Regions from separate parts of the Sus scrofa genome. Here region 2 is linked to region 1. The links are chromatin contacts, called in public HiChIP or PLAC-seq maps. All regions are on one chromosome and are shown on one strand. Each heading gives the region's core, a stretch centred on a gene start, on an enhancer-like site or on the middle of the called end of the contact. The rest is flanking DNA. Distances are from core to core; before and after follow the strand shown. Region 1 holds the start of NUS1 (dehydrodolichyl diphosphate synthase complex subunit NUS1). Region 2 holds the start of DCBLD1 (discoidin, CUB and LCCL domain-containing protein 1).

Region 1 (4,075 bases), core at 659-3,158:
TAGTCATCATATTCCTTGCTGGCTGCAAGGAAGGTGAAAAGTCAACCAAAGATTACTCTAATACCCTCTAAGAATTACTATCTGACCTCAATCTAACCTAACAAAACCTCACACTTACACCTGCCTATCTGACAAAGATTTAAAGATTAAAAACCAAATTGCAAAGCACACCAGTAACTTATTGAACAAAAACTAAAACATTAGTTTTCCTTCTTTCATACCAATACTCCTAAATCACTCTTCCCTCTTAGGAATTTCCAGTGCTTTCAGGATTTAACTGAAACCCAAGCTAACATTCAGAGCCTTCCCCAGCCTTATCTCCTACTCATTCTTTCAATGTCTGGCTTAAATCTCCTCTCCTCTCCATTAACTTCTCAAGTTCCTCCATTCAGAATTTCTCTTCCCCCTTCTCACAGCAGTTACTCACTCCTAACATTTATTACTGAGCATGCCACTCATGTGAGTGTGTGTCTACTCCCCACAAGTCTAGAGTCCTTGGAATTAAATGTAAGAATCTCAAGCAGATGCCAAGCACTGTGGTTTAGATTTGTAGCTTCCCCATAAATGTTGAATTTTTGTAGCTGCAGAAATTCCCTATGGTGAAAATTTTCTCAACTAAAACTTATGGGAGGACAATTACTGTGTCAAGTACTGCCTTGGCCACTAGAGATCGAGGATCCCACATCATCCCAGACCTCTGATGACAGAAAGTGACCACTTTCCTTTCTTCTTATCCAGTCTCCCACGTACTTTTCATAAGCCCACTTCAAATGCCACCTGTCCCCAACCACTGAGCTTAGACATAAATCCTCCTCAGCTTGCTGTGATTTACCAACAGTGCCTTGAGCTTCTCTGAAGAACCACATCGGTGTAACAAAAAGCTAAAACTGAGGAAAAGCACAGACTGGCTAAAATTTCAATCCTATTACTACCTTTCTAACTTTGGTCAAATCAGTGAGTTCTGTTGATTTCGGCTCCCTCAGTTGTGAAACAAGGGTATACAAACATTACCCACCTTCTTGAGACGTTATAACGAATAAGAAATATTTTTAAATACACAGAAAGCGACTGAAAGCGAATCAGGGACTTAATAGGTGTGCAATTAAGCCTATTTCCCTTCCTCGAAAGCGCTAGCACCCTAATTTGCCCTTAAGAGTTTCGGAACAGGTAAACTCGCGGAGCCGGGAGAACTGCGGTGAACGGCGCGCCCCAAGTACACCTGCGGGAGGTGCGGTCCCTGTGGCCACAGACGCCCCGGCATCGCCACTCCAGGCCTCACCTTGGTGGTCGTAGACGCTAATGTAAGAGATGCCCACGGCCATACACCACACCACGAGGCTTGCGATGTCCGAGAAGCTGGGCTCCTGCTCCTCCTCGGTGATCACCAGGCCCATGTGCACAGGCAGCTTCTCCAGAGAACGGCAGTCCGCGCGCCAGCGTAGTCGTGGGTGGGCGGCGGCCGAGGCCGACCCCCCTCGTGGATGCCGGTGGTGACGGCGGTTCCGGCCGACAGCCGGGGGCTTGCGGAGCGTGAAGCCGAGCGGCGCTAGGACCGCGGCGGAGGCGGCGCGACAGCAACGCCGCCAGATCCAGTTCCAGGTGCCGAACCGAACGCGGAGCCAGGAGGTGAGCGTGCGGTGCAGGCAGAGCAGAGCGTGCAGCACCCGCCACACCAACTCGTACAGCCCCGTCATACTCTCGTGGCGCCCGGGCGTCCTCCCTTCTCCCTCCCACACCCGCGGCGCGACCGCTTTTTATCCGGCCCTGCGGCCGGCGCGGGCCATTGCTCCGCGTTCCCCGCCCCCCGCAGCCGAACCCCTTTCTACTGCCAACACCTCATCTCGCCCCCGCCGCCATCTTCCTCCTACCTCGGCAGCCCCGCCCCAGCTAGTACATGGACAGTTCTGATTGGTCGGCGTGGAACTCTGACGCGGCCTCTAGGTCGGAGGATGTGGCCTAGCCTGACGACTGGAGGGAGGGCGTGCGCCTGCGAACTAGATGGGCGGAGGACGGACAGCGCCCCCTACAAGTGTGGAGGGTGAGGAGCAGGATCCCACCCTCCCCCTCCCGAGCGGGTCTTCTTAGTTGGACTGGGTGTTGGGTCCTGGGAGTCTTATTATACTGTCTGTTCTCGCAGACTCGCCAGAAACGGGAAACGGCTCCCATGGAGTGAAAATGGCTCAGATGGATTGGAAATTTTAAATGCCGGAAAGAACCTGAGGGTAAAAAAGTAGCCCTCAGTAAGTGTTGGTGCTGGAGGTCAACCACGGTTTCCAAAAGGAAATGTATGCTGAGGCAAAAAAGTGTGTCCTGTAGAGAGGTCTTTGGTCAAACCTTTTAGCTGAGGCTAATTCTTCCAAGAATGGCAATGAGGATATTGTTCCTGAATTAAAGGTAATCTTCCTGAAACACTGCTTTCTGCCCACGCCATTCCTCGCCAAATGGTATCCTTACAGGCTATTCATTGCTTAGTACTTAAAAGAGAGCTCCATCGCCTGCCACTCCAGTCACTCCAGTCATTTCATTCATTCATTCATTCATTCATTCATTCAGCGATTGTAACTACCAGCTCGATTGACCTCAGCCACCATCTCTGTTTGATGTAAAGTGTGGTATCATCGTTTTTACACAGCCAATCTGGAGTTCCTGTCCTGGCACAGTGGAAATGAATCAGAGTAGGAACAATGAGGTTTCGGGTTCTGTCCTTGGCCTCGCTCAGTAGGTTAAGGATCTGGCGTTGCTGTGGCTGTGGCATAGACCGGCAGTTGTAGCTCGGATTGGACCCCTAGCCTGGGAGCTTCCGCATGCCACAGGTGCGGCCCTAAAAAGCAAAAAGAAAGAAAGAAAGAAAGAAATTAGGCTACATACTCCACAGACACCCCTGCCCCCGCGTGCGCGCCCATCCCCAGCTGACAACTTGCCACATTTCTCTGATGTTCTCTCTCTTTTTTTTTTTTTGTCTTTTTGCCTTTTGGGGGCCACTCCCGAGGCATATGGAGGTTCCCAGGCTAGGGGTCCAATCGGAGCTGTAGCTGCCAGCCTACGCCAGAGCCACAGCAACGCGGGATCCAAGCCGCGTCTGAAACCTACACCACAGCTCACGGCAATGCTGGATCCTTACCACTGAGCAAGACCTCAACCTCATGGTTCCTAGTCGGATTCGTTAACCCCTGAGACACGACGGGAACTCCGGGAAGAGAAGGAAGCCCACTTCTCTTCTTTGGCATCTAGTAGGCTAGGAATGACAATGCCCAGGGGTTGCTCCCATTTCTGCCTGGAATTCTGCACTGAGAAGGAGGCAGATTCATTCATTGCCTTTTATTGTCAACCACAATTCTGGGACAATAAAAGGAAAACTGCACTATGGTGTCCTGATATATGTATATACATTCAATCCAAAGAAGTTTATGAACTTCTTTCTTTTCTGAATGATTTCTTATTTTGTTATTCCCCCCTCCTCCAAAAAAAGGAATAAAATGTGGCACTTTTAGGAGCTTTAAGGTTTCGGAATACAAATTTTGGATTTCTTAAACATATCTAAACTCCTCGAATTCCATGAACAGAAAAATGCAGAAAGAATTCCACAGCCTCAGAAAGATATTAAGTCCCAAACATGATGGGAATAGTGTTTGATTTCTTTTCAGTTTACAAAAATATTTTAAAGTTAACTTAATCTTTACAACCAAGCATATGACCTGTGTAGGTCAGATGGAACTATCTCAGTTTTACAGAAAAGAAAACTGTTAGGTTAATGTGTAAGTGTCTGGACTCTAAGGAAGAGCCTTTCAGCTAACTCATCCTTACTCCTTTCCCTGTATCCTTCTCTATAGTGTGGAAATGGTACCTTTTGAGGTGATGCTATTCCAGTCCTCATTTGATTGTTGTAAGGACTAGGGCAATAGTGTACACAAAGTGTTTAGCGTAATGTCTGGTCAGTAGAGAGCTCAGTAATTTAATCTACTGCAGAAAAATGAGACAATTTCGGGTTTTTTCCTACAAAGTACATTATCATTTACTACATTTCTCATTATCAACAATCGTAATCTTGTGGTTAAACTAATACAAATAGCCCTTA
Region 2 (3,971 bases), core at 721-3,220, 190 kb after region 1:
TTACGTTCCTAATGTTGAGAGCACTAGTATCACTTATGACCACCATCCAACTACATATCCAGTAGCATATCTCCAAACCTAAAGTGGGTGTACATGCTTAAATTTATGGAAGCTTGAAAAAGAAGAGACCAAGGGCTAACTGGAAAAATCACACAGATGTGAGATATACTCAAAAACCATTGATCATGCCTCTTCACTCAAGAGGTGTCAAAACTCAAGTCTCTAGGAGATTTTTCCCAGTAAATGTGCCAAATCTAAGTTTTACTTCTGATTGAATATTTAACATCCTAAATATATAGGATGCTTCATGGAAACATGACAACATCTTTTTCCAACAATCATGTGCAGTCAAGTCTCAAATTTGAAGCTCTAAGAATCTAAGCAATCACACTTCTTCCCAGAGAACTACTCTATAAAGCACTCAGTTAACAGCCTGGATGCATCTGAAACTTCACTGGGGAAAAAATGGAGGACAGTTTCCGCCAGATTAGTACAGGGACATATATATAGGTGGCTCTATTCATAGATGTACAATATTGAAAGTGCATCTTCAAACAGTGACTTGAGAAACATTTTTTAAGTGCTTAAAAGATCCATATCAAAATCCTACATATTTAATAAAAGCATACATATTTATCAATATTTTACGAAACGTCTAGCATTCTGCTACAGTGCCAAAATATTTTGTCTAAACTGCCTTTTTTTTTTTTTTTTCTTTTCCTAACAAATCGGTATGGAGGCTAATTTAGGAAGCACTACCAACATCTTGAGTATCAATGTTTCAGACTGGAAACGGATACATGGTTCAGGGGGAAAAAATGGCAGCATTTGGCTTAGTTTTGATTTTTGTCTCATTAGAAGGCACGGGGCGGGGGAGGGGAGGCAATCGAAATATTCTGGATAAATGCACTGCCATTCAGTAACCTCCATTGTAGAGGGGCAAAAGTAGGGGAGGAGGGAAACAAGAACTGAAAACCCAGCACAAAGCTACCCCTTGCGATCAATAAAGAATTAAAACGATCTGCCTACGGCTGGTAAAACGGCTTACTGCTTTCATCTGGTGGATTTACCTCAGTAAACTCGACTGTGGACTAATTAGGTCCAACTTGAAACCAAGGACCAGGTCCATAGAAAGATCAGCCTAGTCGGGAGCTGATTCACTCAAACGCCCAAGAAGGAACCGAGCCACAGGGTTCCGAGTTGGGACGCAAGCAGCTCACTCGTGGGAGGCGGCGCGGTGGGGCTGCTGGCTTCCCCGGCAGACCTCGGGAAATCATTTCCCGACCACTCAGTGCAAGCCGCAAACGCACACGCTAGGATTCCAGCCGCGCAGGGGCGAGAGGCGACCGGGATGGCCCGGCCGCCCCAAGTGCTAGGCAGCTCTGTCAAAAGGAGGCTAGGACTCCGGTACAGGACTCTCGCCTAAGGCGGCCGGGGTCGTCAGCTCGCGCCCCCTAGGCCAAGTCACTTCTCCGGGGGGCGGCGGAGTCAGGAAGTCTGGAAATTAAATGAGAGGGGCTGCAAAGAGAGAGGGCGGGGAGGGCCAAGTTGACTCTCCTGTTTGGGGGCTAAGGAGTAAGTTTGGTGGGGAGCAGTCGGAGCGCAGTAACTTATTTTATACTCGAACTGCTGCCGCCCAGAGAGAGCCGGACTCCACAGGGCGCAAGCGGCTACTCCGACTTCCTCCCGCGCGCGGTCCCTACAGGCCCAGCCCGCCGCCCGCCCGCCGCGCTCCACTCACCCAACTTCTCCGCCTGCAACCAGAGCGGCGCGGAGACCGCGAGCAGCAGAGCCAGGAAGCCCCGCCGGGCAGCCCCCGCCGTCGCGCAGCCGCCGCGGGCGCCGGCCACCATGGCCCTGCCGGGCGCCACCTTGGCAGGCTCCGTTTTCCTTCGGCGCGCGCAGCGCCGCCGCCGCCGCCCGGGCCGGGCCGCCTCCTCCGCGGCCAAGCGCGGCGCCGGGACTGGACGCAGCCTCGGGCCGGCACCGAATCTCATTGGGGCGGCCCGGGGCCCAGCCCGTCAGGGGCGTCTCCCGCTCCGCCCTGCTAGCCAGCCCCCGAGGAGGAAGTCGCTCCCGGGCGGCGGCTGGCCGCCAGGGCGGAGGCGTACCGGGCGCCGTCTGCGCTCCCCTCTAAGTACCCGGCGCTCGCTGCTTCACTCCTCCCTTTTCCTCCGCCCCTTCTCCCCCAGTGCACGTGAACCTGGGAGCCACGAGGACTCCTGGCCTTCAGACCTGTCCGGAGCTGCCTGGGTCTTCCCCCGAGTGCTTGAGCGCGTGGTGAGCGCGCCAGAAAGGCTACTCTCCTCCAGGGCTTTGGCATGCCCTTGACAGTAGCACTGGGGAACTCGAAATACTGTCACCATAGGATGATGATGGTGACAAGATCTAGTCCAAGTTCCTCCATTTATTCATTCAAAAGTTACGAGGTTCCAAAAGTGTGCCTCCCAGGCACGGTGCTAAACTTTGTGACACTTGCCGACATTGAAAATAATCAGGCAAGTATGCAATGCAAATTGCAATCGGTGATGAAAAGTGCTAGTGGAGCACATTCAGTAACACCTAATTAGATGGCAGGTGACGAGACTGCAGGTAGAAGTCAGAAGAAGCCTCATCTAAAAAGCGGCATTTATGTGAGAGTGAATGGGACTTGGGAAAACAGCGAGGGCGGGGGACAAGAGAACGAACGGACACGGTATGCAAAAGAGCTGAGAGGGGAAAAGGCCCTCGTAGCCGGAGCAAGGCAAACAGGTGGAAGAATGGCCAGAGGTAGAAGCCAGAGCATAGAGCACTGGCCGGAACGTGGGGGGCGGGGGGGAGCCATGGAAGGCCGCGTAAAGATGTTTAAACTTTATCCCCCGATTAACGAACAGCCAAGGAAGGCTCAGGAGGAGTAACACTGATTGTCTTGGGAGCGGAGAAGGGCTTGGAGGGAGGCAGGTTGGAAAGAGGGAATTACAAGGCTCTTAGCGAGTAGTTGAATGGGGAAGTAGCCGTGGAAATGACTGAGGACAGATAAAATAGATATTTTAAATACTGTGACGTCTCCAGATCGCTAGCCCTCCACTCAGTGCCACAACCTTCGCGCTACAGCTCGGCGCCCTGCAGTTTTCCTGGGTAACAAGCGCCACAGTTATACCTGCAGATGCCGAGAGGGAGGAAGTATTGGAGGCGGGGAGCAAACAACAGCCCCTCCCAGGTCCAATATTGGCCCGTCACATGCTCTTTAGAAACCCTCAATAGACTCTGTTCATACATGCATTCCCTTTTCCCTCTGTGTTTCAAACTAAATACAAACAATGCTGAAATTTCAAATGAGATTATCGTTGGGATTTTGCTTTCTCCAAGGGGGCAGAACTTAACGTGGTCTTTAGAAATGAGGCCAATCCAAGTCTGAATCTAGGATCAGCCACTGCCTGAAGTCCTGGCATACAAGAGGTCCTCAATAAAAGGTTTAGCGTATTTGTATTGAAAGCAATTCACACCATGAACATATTAATTATCCTTGCATACAAAACATAAAAGTCACTGAATCATTTCCTAACTCCAGCTTTCCCTCTCCTTTTCATTCTTTTTAAGGAGGTGGGTATGGGCAGCTGCTGGTCTCTAACAGGTGTGGCTCTGTGGTGATGAATGAAGAAAGACAATGGAAACATTGTTCACCAGTGAGGAATTCATAAGGTGGGGGCAGGTGAGCTGGTTGTGGGGGGGACCTTTTCCATCTCAAGTAATACCTTGATGGGAATCCAGCCATCTCTTCTATGCCAAAATCCTAAGTCAGACCAGGGGAGAGATTTAGGATGTGGCAAAACTGAGAAAACAAAAAGGCCAGGTGGATACTAGCGTTTTCATATGTCATTCTTTTCTTGGAAAAGAAAAGAAAATTTCTAGTCAAGAAAAGCATAGTGAAAGAAAAATGTGAAACTACAACCAGATTATCAATTATATTTTTGTATGTAATTAAATAAGCC

Evidence for each region. HiChIP or PLAC-seq counts read pairs in DNA pulled down with a chosen protein or histone mark.
Region 2: an H3K27ac HiChIP or PLAC-seq map of alveolar macrophages shows a contact between it and region 1. The contact joins the promoter of DCBLD1 here to the promoter of NUS1 in region 1. A contact is called at or near these places in 1 of 47 Hi-C or Micro-C datasets (heart right ventricle) and 1 of 2 datasets of contacts at active chromatin or transcription factors (alveolar macrophages).

The regions. Positions count from the first base shown.
Region 1 is chr1:44,184,316-44,188,390 of Sscrofa11.1, forward strand. NUS1 (dehydrodolichyl diphosphate synthase complex subunit NUS1) reads right to left here and starts at 1,909. Exons shown (of 5, transcript XM_001928072.7): 1 at 1,280-1,909. The coding sequence starts at 1,694.
Region 2 is chr1:44,371,742-44,375,712 of Sscrofa11.1, forward strand. It overlaps DCBLD1 (discoidin, CUB and LCCL domain-containing protein 1), which reads right to left and starts at 1,971. Exons shown (of 15, transcript XM_005654388.3): 1 at 1,742-1,971. The coding sequence starts at 1,853.